Regions from separate parts of the Oryctolagus cuniculus genome. Here region 1 is linked to region 2. Evidence: chromatin contacts called from public Micro-C data. All regions are on one chromosome and are shown on one strand. The core of a region is the stretch at or near the end of the contact, and the rest is flanking DNA. Distances in the headings are between cores, read along the strand shown.

Region 1 (5,137 bases), core at 219-2,718, 220 kb after region 2:
GAAAGAATGAAGAGACTTTAAGAAACTGGAAGCTGAACTACATACAGAGTGGATACGTAGCTTAGGTAGAAAACAGAATAGAACAGATGGGCATGTTAGAAAGAATTCTCCGGGATTTAATGAGAAAAAAAAAAAAAACCATACGTTTGAAGTTAAGAGGCTCGACCTAGGAAAATAAGATTGGTGGTGGGGAGAGATGGATCAAGATTAGAGAGCAGAAATGGGACGAGGGTGGAAAAAGACAAGGGAGGCAGGAGCTATTAGGCAGTAAGCGAAGTACGGTACCCAGAGAGGGGCTTCCGAAGCTAAGGTGGGGCACAGAACCAAGTCTGGGGCAAAGCGATGCTTACACACACACACACACACACACACACGGCAACCAACAGAAGAGAATGAAGTTCCGAAAGCCACGGAAGACCAATTATGGAGGTAACAGAGTGAGCACCCAGGTGGGCGAGGGTAAGACGCTCCGGGTAGGGAACCGCCAGGCTGGGCAGGATGCACAGCGACAGGAAAGAAATCCAAGGGAGCAAAAAGCGTACACCGCTTCCAACCGAGGGACCACCAGGACGAAAAGGCACGTGGGAGGCGCGGGATGAAAACGCAGAAGCACGCAAGGCAGGTAAAGCAGGGGCCGGGGGAGGGTCGAAGCTGGAGCAGGGGGCGAAGGGCAGGCTAAGGTTGGGGCACGGGAGGCGGGAGGCTCAGGAAGAGCCGGCCGGAGGGACCCGCGGCTGGGGCAGGGGCGGTGGAGAGCGCCGGGCGAGCGCAGCGCCGCGGTCCCTCGCCTCCCAGATAGCGCCCAGCACCGCCGTCCCCACCGACCTTCAGCGGGGCCCGGGCCGGGTTTCGGCCGCGAGCAGCCGGGACGCGGGCAGCAGCGGGCGAGCGCGGGACGGGGAGAAGGAGGCCTCTTCCTGCCTGGCCCCTGGGAAAGAGGGACGGAGGGAGGGTCGCGGGTGTCTGCAGCCGGGGGAGCCGGAGAGGAGGGTTACGGGCTTACCTCTCGCCGGGCTTGGCCTCTTCCCTCGCCCGTCGGACAGAGGAGCTCGTCGTCCAGCTGGAAGAAGAAAGCCCTACCCGGGTCAGCACCATCCCGTCCGGGGCCCCCTCACTTCGCCATCGCAGCAACCGCAACCACCGCAACCGCCGCAACCGAGCAGCCTGCTCGTCACCGCCGCTCCGCGACTGGCCCAGCGCCACTAACGAGCATGCGCAGTCGCCCCACTCCCGAGGGATCCCGGGCCAGCCGGCTCTACCTGCGATCAACAGGTCCGTGGCCGCACGGCCCCGCCCCCGGTCTCTCTCACCTCCCCCTCCCGCCTCGTCCCTCCCCTCTCGGAGACGAGGCCACGCCCCTCGCAAGCTCCGCACCCCGCCCTCAGGAGCCCCAGCGGCCGCTCCACTTCCAGCGCCAACTGAGATTTCGAGATTCGTTCGCCCTGCGCGGCTCTCGCTCCCAAGATCCCGCGAGAATGGGAGTTTTGCGTCAATAAAAAGCGCGAGCCCAAGCAAAGGGCAAGGCTGTGGGTTTAAGGGAGCGCTCCGGGGGCCGGTGAAGACTTGGGAGCTAGAGGGAGGCCTGAAGAGGAAAGGCTGAGGCTCCAGCTGTTTTTCTCACTTTGTTCCCTCCACTCTTCTCAGCGCTATCCTGCCGTCTCCTGTAGAGAGCCCGGTCCCTACCCTACCAAGTTTGCACAGTAGGGAAAGGAAGCCGCGGAGCATCCGCGCTGGCTCGGGACAGCGGCCTTTGGAGACCAGGACCGAATTGCGTTTTGGCGAAATGTGGGTGCTGATCCAGTTGCTTCTCGGTTGTGACGCCCGGAAGGGCGAAAGAGGATTGAGGAAGTGAGCCTCTAGCTCTTAAACTCCATTAACACAAGGCCTTGAAGGCTAGTCCTTTATTGATCTTTTATTTCACTTGTTGGGACTCAAAACAAAAAATACTGGGACTTTGACATGCCGACAGGTCTTGAGAACCTTCAGAATTAGGTGCCTCTGACCTTTGCTTTTCGCATTCAAGCGTGAGGAGAGGCTTTCTGAAAATATTTTTTGCCCAAAGACAAGACCTGCTGAAGAAGAAACGATCACCTGTGGTCTCCTTCCCACTCACTCCAACGCCCCCGAGCTTTTAATAACTAAACTCACATCACTGAAAGAAAGACACACCTGGAAGTCTGTCAACACACTGGACTCACCTGTCCGTTCTGCGGGCAGATTCACAAACCATTAAGTTTCCCTAAAAATCATTTACTATGCCCCTCAAAACTGTCTAAATTCCTCATCTTCCCCTGCTCCATAAAAATGGGGTATATAATAACTTATGAATAATTGTGATAGTGTATAATCGCTCGTATATTTTCCCCGTGCTGTGATTTGTCCCTTTTACATGTTAATAAATTTGTATACCTTTTCTCTTGTTTTGATTTTTCCTTTGTGTGTCGTTCCTTGTTTCTGAATGTAATCCAGTAGAACATTTTCTGGTGCATAAAACTCAATATGTAGCTAAAGCAGGGTTAATGAAGAAAATTATGGCTTCAGCTTATAGTTAAAAATGAATTAGAAGGGGCAGGTGTTTGGCCCCGTGGTTAAGATGCCACTTAGGGCACCCGCATTCCATCTCAGAGGGACTTCCTGCTAATGTGCACCCTGGGAGGCAGCAAATAATGGCTCAAGTGCTTGGGTCCCTGCCACCCATTTGGGAGACCCAACTAGAGTTCCAAGCTGCTGGCTTTGGTCTGTACAAGCACTAGCTGTTACAGACATTTGAGAAGTGAACCAGCAGATGGAAGGTCTCTGCCTGTCCACCTTTCAACTAAAAAATGAAAATAAATAACTAAAAAAATGAGTTAGGAGGCTGGATCATGGTGATGGTTGCACAGTAATGCGAGTGCACTCAATGCCACCAAACTATGCACTTTAAAAATGACAAATTTTATGTATATTTTACTACAATAAAGATTAGAAAAAGCTTTGCGTATTCATACAGGAGTAGTGGTGATGTCTTGTAACCTAGGCGGTTCAGGGAGCAGGCTTGTACTAGAGTTTGACCTCTTGTTTATCTTCATCTTTGTATGTGTTTGGAACATGATTGGAAGTGATGTTCTCCAAGCATTTGCGAGAATGACTTGACTTTCCTGGTTTCTACTCTGTCCCTTCCTCTATAGCCCTATGCCATTTTACTGCCCTGTCTATAAAAGTTTCTATTGCTGGTTTTGTAACTTAAACTGTAGCTTCACAATGAAAGGCTTTTTCTATTATTCTAGACCCAACTGTCTTTTGGAAAGATGTACTAAACAACCAATTATGTGCATTTCCACTTTCATCCATCCACCCTAAAATATAACCTGTGCCAAGTTTATTTCCCTGTTCAATGTTATTTTTATTCAAATCACATTTTCGAATTATCCATGTACCAGGCAGTGTACAAATCTTGGAAGACACCAACATGAATAAAACAGAATTTAGGTGGAATATTTGCATAATTACCTTATGGAGTGGTATGTGTAGTGCAGAAAAACACACAAGGAATTATGAATCTCAGAGAAGCAATAATCCAATTTAGGTTGGCAAGAGGTCATGAGTCAAGAAAGACTTCCAGAAAAGATATGGTTCCAGAGAGCTAATGAAGTAGAATATTTGGTGGTTGGGCAGCAAAGAGGACTGTTAAAAAAAATGCTACGCAAATGAGAAACTAATCTTTTCACTGAAACAAAACTAAGGGCACTTTGATATCACTGCTTGGGGATGTCAGACAGAAATGGGCAAGGATCATTGTGAGCCCTTTAATGAAAAGTCAGATCAAGATCAATTCCACTGTTATTTTTTATTACTCGTGTGTGTCAAAAACTGCTAGTTATTGATGGAGCACTGAAGATTAAGTCAGTCTCAAGGAATTTGCAATCTAGTATAGGGATACAGACACATAAAATATCAATAAATTCTGAAAAAAAAGTTAAAACTGGGGTAAGTTGTTTGAGAACCCAGAATCAATTAACCTAGAGATTTAGGCAAGACTTCTTGGAAATCATCCGTTGGTAGAAAGAGTTAAATAATTTATTAACGAAAAATAGAAAAATCAGGTGTGTAGCACACTTTAAACTGTCAGATTACCAGGGTCCCAGTTCAAGATTCTCTGATAGACTGTGTAACATTGAATTTCTTAACTATTGTAGGTTTCAGTTTTGTCTCAACAGAATTTAAATTCCTTTAAACATTTCTCCAATAATATGATTCTAAATTTGCTTCCCATTTATCTCCCCAGGTTTTATATCACCTTTTATGCTGCTAATAAACATTTTTATGCCATATTTAATGTACATTAGGCTAAGTCTTATATGTGTTGTTTCCAGTCTAAGAGCTCAAAGAATGCAGGGTTTGGAATTCTTGCCTTCCTGTAATTGGTTTACATGATTTGACCCTGGTGCAGAATGTTTTTGAATCTCTAGTAAACCCTTGTTAACTGGAGTATTCTTGTAGGCTAAAGATTAAGTTATCTCTCCCCTGAATATTTGCACAATATTGACTCAAAGATTGAGACGGTAGAAGAAATGTATGTTGTAAATTTGAAAACAGCCTCATGGAAAGATAGCTCAGATTTGTCAGAAGTTAGACATTAATTCCCTAAGCAAATATGTTTGCCTTCCTGAGATTTATGATCCTTAAAATATTCCTGTTGCTTTAAATGTGGTCACTCTCAACTTTGAAATTTTATATTAAAAATAAGATATAATCAAAATATTTTTTTTAAAAAAAGATTTATTTATTTGAGAGGCATAGTTACAGATGGGGAGAGGGAGAGACAGAGAGAGAGGTTGTCTATCTGCTGGTTTATTCCCCAAATGGCCAGAACAGCTGGAGCTGGACTGATCTGAAGCCAGGAGCTTCTTCTGGGTCTCCCACCCAGGTGCAGGGGCCCATGGACTTGGGCCATCTTCTGCTGCTTTCCTAGGCCATTAGCAGAGAACTGGATTGAAAGTGGAGCAGCCAGGACTCAAACCAGAGCCCATATGGGATGCTGGCACTGCAGGCAGAAGCTTAACCTACTGCGCTACAGCACTGACCCCATAATCAAAATGACTCTACAACTTCTTCCAATAATGTGATTCTTTTTGGAATTTTATACAGGGGACTTGGA
Region 2 (4,709 bases), core at 83-2,582:
GGCTGACCATCTCTTGCTTTGAAGAAATTTCTAACAGAATAATCAAACCAATTTACAAATAAGAAAAATTGTTTTCTAACTACAGGAGACATTGCTTTTAAAAAATCTGAAACATTTTTTCCCATGAGTTTACTTACAAGGCATTAAATATAAATCAGACCTCCAAAGACAATCTATCAGCTAAAAATAGTTATGTATTTTAAAGGCTGGGGCAGAAGCCCTCCAACTGAACAAACTAAAACTAGGTGTTTTCCATCTCCGGATCTTTAAAATGCACCTTCAGCGTTTATCAGGTACACAAACCAGAGCCCACATGTTCTCTCAAACTATCTAGTCTGAGGGAACAGAATTACTAAAGGCTTCAGGAGCATAATCCCACTATCCAAGAGATTCAGGTAATGAAATCCTCTTCATTCTAGCTAACAGCAACCTAAAGATCACTTCTACTACTAATAGCAGTAAAGACCCTTCCCAATTTTTTTAACTCCAACCCACGAAAAAGGACCACCACAGTCTTTTTCAGGGAGCATAAACAAGAACCCTGTACAAAAGCTGTCAGGTGGGCAGGCAGGTAGGGCTCCATGTGGGAAGCATCCGAGCCCCGAGCAGCAGGACTTGGTCACAAGGGAGGGTCGAGGGGGGCCAGAATCCGAAGGGCGGCCCCACCCACAGAGGTAGCTGTGAGCAGAGGCAGGACAACCCTTTAACCCCAAGCAGTGCCCAGGCCGGCGCCCAGTTCCCCGCTCCCAGACCAGCATTGTGGGGAGGATCCGAACATCCGGACGCGGGCACCGGCGGGGCGGAAAGGAGGCTGGGAACCCAGACGGAGCCCGCGGCTCGGACCTCGTCGCCGCCTCGGGCGGAGGTGAGGGTCGCTAGGAGCCCCGCGCCCGCCCCTGCACCCGCCCTCCCGGGTCGGCCGGGAGCGGCCGGCCCAGCCGACGCGCCGCGGCGGCCGGAAGGTCACCGTTCGCGGGAGGCCCCGACCACGGGCGGCGACTCTGTCCGCGTTACCTTTGGCCTCGCAGTCGGCGCAGTACTTGTTGTCTTCCTCCCTCAGCAGTTTGGATAAGATGAGCTGGTGCTGCTCGTTCAGCTTCTGAGCTTTCTCCCGGCAGGAGCGCGTCGCCATCTCGGCAGCGGGGCGGGGAGCCCGGAGCACCTACGGTGGCGGCGAACGCTGGCAGGAGCCGGGCCGGCCGAACGCACCTGGCGCCGCTGGGACCGCGGGCGGACTCAGCCCAGGAAGCGGCGGCCGCGGCGGCAGCTGGAACAGGAGGGGCGGCGGCGGCGGCAGCGCCGACGTGTCCCGCCTCCTCGCCCGGCCGGCCCCGCACGCACCGCCGGAGCCGGCGAGGGGAGGCGGACGCGGAGGGGGAGGGGACGGCGCGAGGCTTCCGGGTGGCGCGGAGGAAAGAACGCGAGCGCGGGCGCGTTGCACATGCGCTGAGCGTCCCCTGGCCGCGGTTAGCCGGATCTTTTCCCTGAAGGGCCTTTGCCCAAGGTGATTCCTGAAAGGTAGCTGGCAGGGTTCGTCGGAGGTGGTTGTTACTGAGGGCCTGGGGTAAAACCCGGTCATGGGAGACCTTTCGCAGGGAGGCCACTTTACTTGCCTCCGTACCTTTGCTCGTGCCTGCGCTGATGGGAAAGGGCAAAGACACAGAATGTGTTCAGTCGGAAGTGTGTTTCCCAGCCTAGTAGGCGAATGAGATGTGCTAAGTCTGCCCGACTTCCTACCTCAGTTACCCAGCGGCTCCTGACCCAGCCGCAGTGCTCAGCCTCCTAGCTTGACCTGCATCTTGAAGCAGCTGCAGAGCCAGCAGAGATGGAAAGCCCCTCCCAGCCTTACCCTATAAAACCTTTTCAGCCTGGGGGCGGGGGGGGGGGGTGGTCTCTGTGGCTGAGGACCCCTCTCACGTTTATTCTGTAATAAAGCTGTCCGGGCTGTTAAGTGACTTCTCGTTTCTGATTCTTTCACCACCGCATTTCTTTTCCAACAGGTGCAACACTGGAAATGCAGAAATAATAGAGAATGTATTCATCGTTTTATTCTTCTGCAGTTCTGAAACACGCAGGATTCTAGAAGGTAGAATCCTGGAATAAAAGAGGAGAAATAAATCCCTTACATTTCAGGTTAGCGAAATAATCTGGTGGTAGCATTTATTAAGGGATTGTGACTCATTTAACCGTACGAAACTGTTATCCTCGTTGTACTGATGAGGAAAGTACACCTCATAGGAATTAATTTGCCTGAGGGACAGAATTGAGATTCAAATCCAAAGCAGTGCAGCTTGAGAGTCTCAGACACATGGCAATAGCTCTTTCGTGAAGTGGAGAAAGTGTTTGACCAAGTAGCCAAATACCAGGCAGTGTATAAACAGTGATCTTAGGGCAAGAAAAAAAAGCCTAGGACTAGAGCCTTGAGCTCCCTAATCCAAGCTCATAGGGCTTGAACTCTGAGTGACACAGTTTGAAATATTTGGTATTTTAAGGATTATTAGCAATTTCTAATATGGAATGTATGTAAACAAGAAAAATAACCATTATCTGTGGTGGGGCAGATGCTAAGAAAGGTGATGAGCTGGGGGCTATGTCATATATTCTTTTATTTGTTTATGATTTTTTTTATTTGAAAGAGATCTTCCATCCGTGGATTCACTCTCCCAAATGTCCTCAACAGCGAGGCTGGGACAAGTGTTAGCCAGGAGCTGGGAACTCAATCCAGATCTCCCATGTGAATGGCAGGGGACCCTACCTTCTGAGCCATCACCTGCTGCCTTCCAGGGTGTGCAGCAGCAGGGAGCTGGAATTGGAAGCAGAGCCAGGACTTCAACACAGGCACTCTGATACAGGATACAGGGGTCCCAAGTTATGTCTTATCTACTGCTTGCCCCCATGCTATACTTTTATGTAAGACCAGTGCTAATTTCAGTCTCTTTGTAATGGTAACCCTCTTGCCCACCCAGCTCTGTTCTTGCTACAAGGACTCAGAAATGTTTGTGGAATTAAACTGAATGGATATAGCAATGAAGATGCCCTGTAATTGAGAAAATTAGAGCTTAAGCTGTGCAACTCTGACAAATAATCACTAAGAGGATATCAGTGAGTTTCAATGAAAAGAAAAAAAATGACAGTAAAATTTATCAGCCATCTCCAGAAAACTGATTTGATTTAGAATGGTGGTAGAGTGGGAGATATTGAGGAAAAGCAACATGCACACAACCCTAAAGACATCAAGTAGCTTGGAAAACAGACTACAGCACAGGGTTACTGGTTAGGTCCAAGTGAGAAAGAAGTCTGTATAAGTCAAGAATGATAGATTTTGGAACACTAGGGGAGCAAAGTAATACGGCCTTACAGATTCTTCAACTAGGTTAGTAACATGATAAAAAGGACTTTTTTGGCAGAAAGTTAGTCCAGAAGTAACCTTTTAACACCCTCCCTCTGGAAATTTGCTTAGCAATGCAAGTATTCCGAAAAACAGAAGACAGGTTTACCACCAAGAAATGACCTACAGGATAGAATAAAAGGTCACAGCAATGTCTAATAGAAATAGTATGTGCACCACATTTCTAACTTTAAATACACTAGTAGCTACATTTAAGAAGAAACAGGCAAATGTTACTAGTACATTTTAACTCAATGTATCTAAAAATTTCAACATATGAGTAATATAAAAATTGAGATATTTTAAATTCTTTTCACATTGTCTTCCGAATGCAGCCTGTATTTGCACTTACAGCTCATTTCAGTTTGGAGGAGCTGAATTTCAAATGCTCAATGGCCCCATGTGACTAGTAGCTACATTATTGAACCATGTTGCTTTAGAGGTTACTAAAATCTAAGTTTGAGTTGATTGTTTATTAAGGCTGCAGTAGGAGAAAAGGAAGAGACTGACATCAAAAGCATCTTAGCAAGAAAAACATTGCATTCATTCAACAATATTCATTCAATTATCCACTGATAATCAGAAGCTTACAGTCTACTATGAGATATGAACATGTAAATAGAAAAAATTAAAAGCTATACTGAAGTCTATTACAAATACGAAGGAATCTGTAAGCTAAAAGAACAGAACATCCAGTAACTTGAGACAATCTGGAAAGGCTTCCTCAAGGAGATGATGCTTAAACTTAATGTTAATAGATACAGGGATTTTTCAAGTGAATGGAGGTAGAGGTGAGAAAAAAAAATGTAGCTTCAAAAAGTGTACTTTTGAAAGTATAGGATTATATGCTGGGAGCATATGAGGCAACAGGAACCCAGATTGTGGAAATAAAAAAATAGAAAAGGAAACAAGGTAGAGAGATTAAGGCCAAGCAGTTAGGAGCTTTGTAGCCAAATTATGTAGTTTGAATCCCATGGACATATACAGCCAATGGGAGCTTTTACACAGAAAAGTGACTTCATAGGCTTTGATCTCCGTGAGCACAATGGCAGCATGAAGAACATGGATTAGGAAAGTCTGTTAGGGAGACAGATGATGGGTTGTTACAATAATATTTCAAAGAAAAGATTATGAAGGCCTATTTTAAGCCAATAGCAAAGGGTTTGGGGAAAGACTGAATCAAATGATGTTTCAAAATTAGAAGCAACAAGATTTGGCAGCTGACTCTAGGAGGAGGGTGAGAGAAAGGAGGTGAGAATAACACCAAGGCTTCTCAGTTGGGAGACAGGTTAAATGGTGATACCATTAACCCAGATCAAGA

The links. A called contact is a pair of places that touch in the nucleus more often than the background predicts.
Region 1: a contact with region 2 is called in a Micro-C map of ear pinna, with 8 times the contacts expected there. The contact joins the promoter of FAM135A here to the promoter of SMAP1 in region 2. A contact is called at or near these places in 3 of 6 Hi-C or Micro-C datasets (ear pinna, psoas muscle and an unstated tissue).

The regions. Positions count from the first base shown.
Region 1 is chr5:102,319,657-102,324,793 of mOryCun1.1, forward strand. FAM135A (family with sequence similarity 135 member A) reads right to left here and starts at 1,469. Exons shown (of 24, transcript XM_070073902.1): 1 at 1,375-1,469; 2 at 1,004-1,060.
Region 2 is chr5:102,103,471-102,108,179 of mOryCun1.1, forward strand. It overlaps SMAP1 (small ArfGAP 1), which reads right to left and starts at 1,333. Exons shown (of 10, transcript XM_008263098.4): 1 at 1,015-1,333. The coding sequence starts at 1,132. It overlaps LOC138849648 (a long non-coding RNA gene), which reads left to right and starts at 1,380. Exons shown (of 7, transcript XR_011388651.1): 1 at 1,380-1,518; 2 at 2,001-2,133; 3 at 2,967-4,709.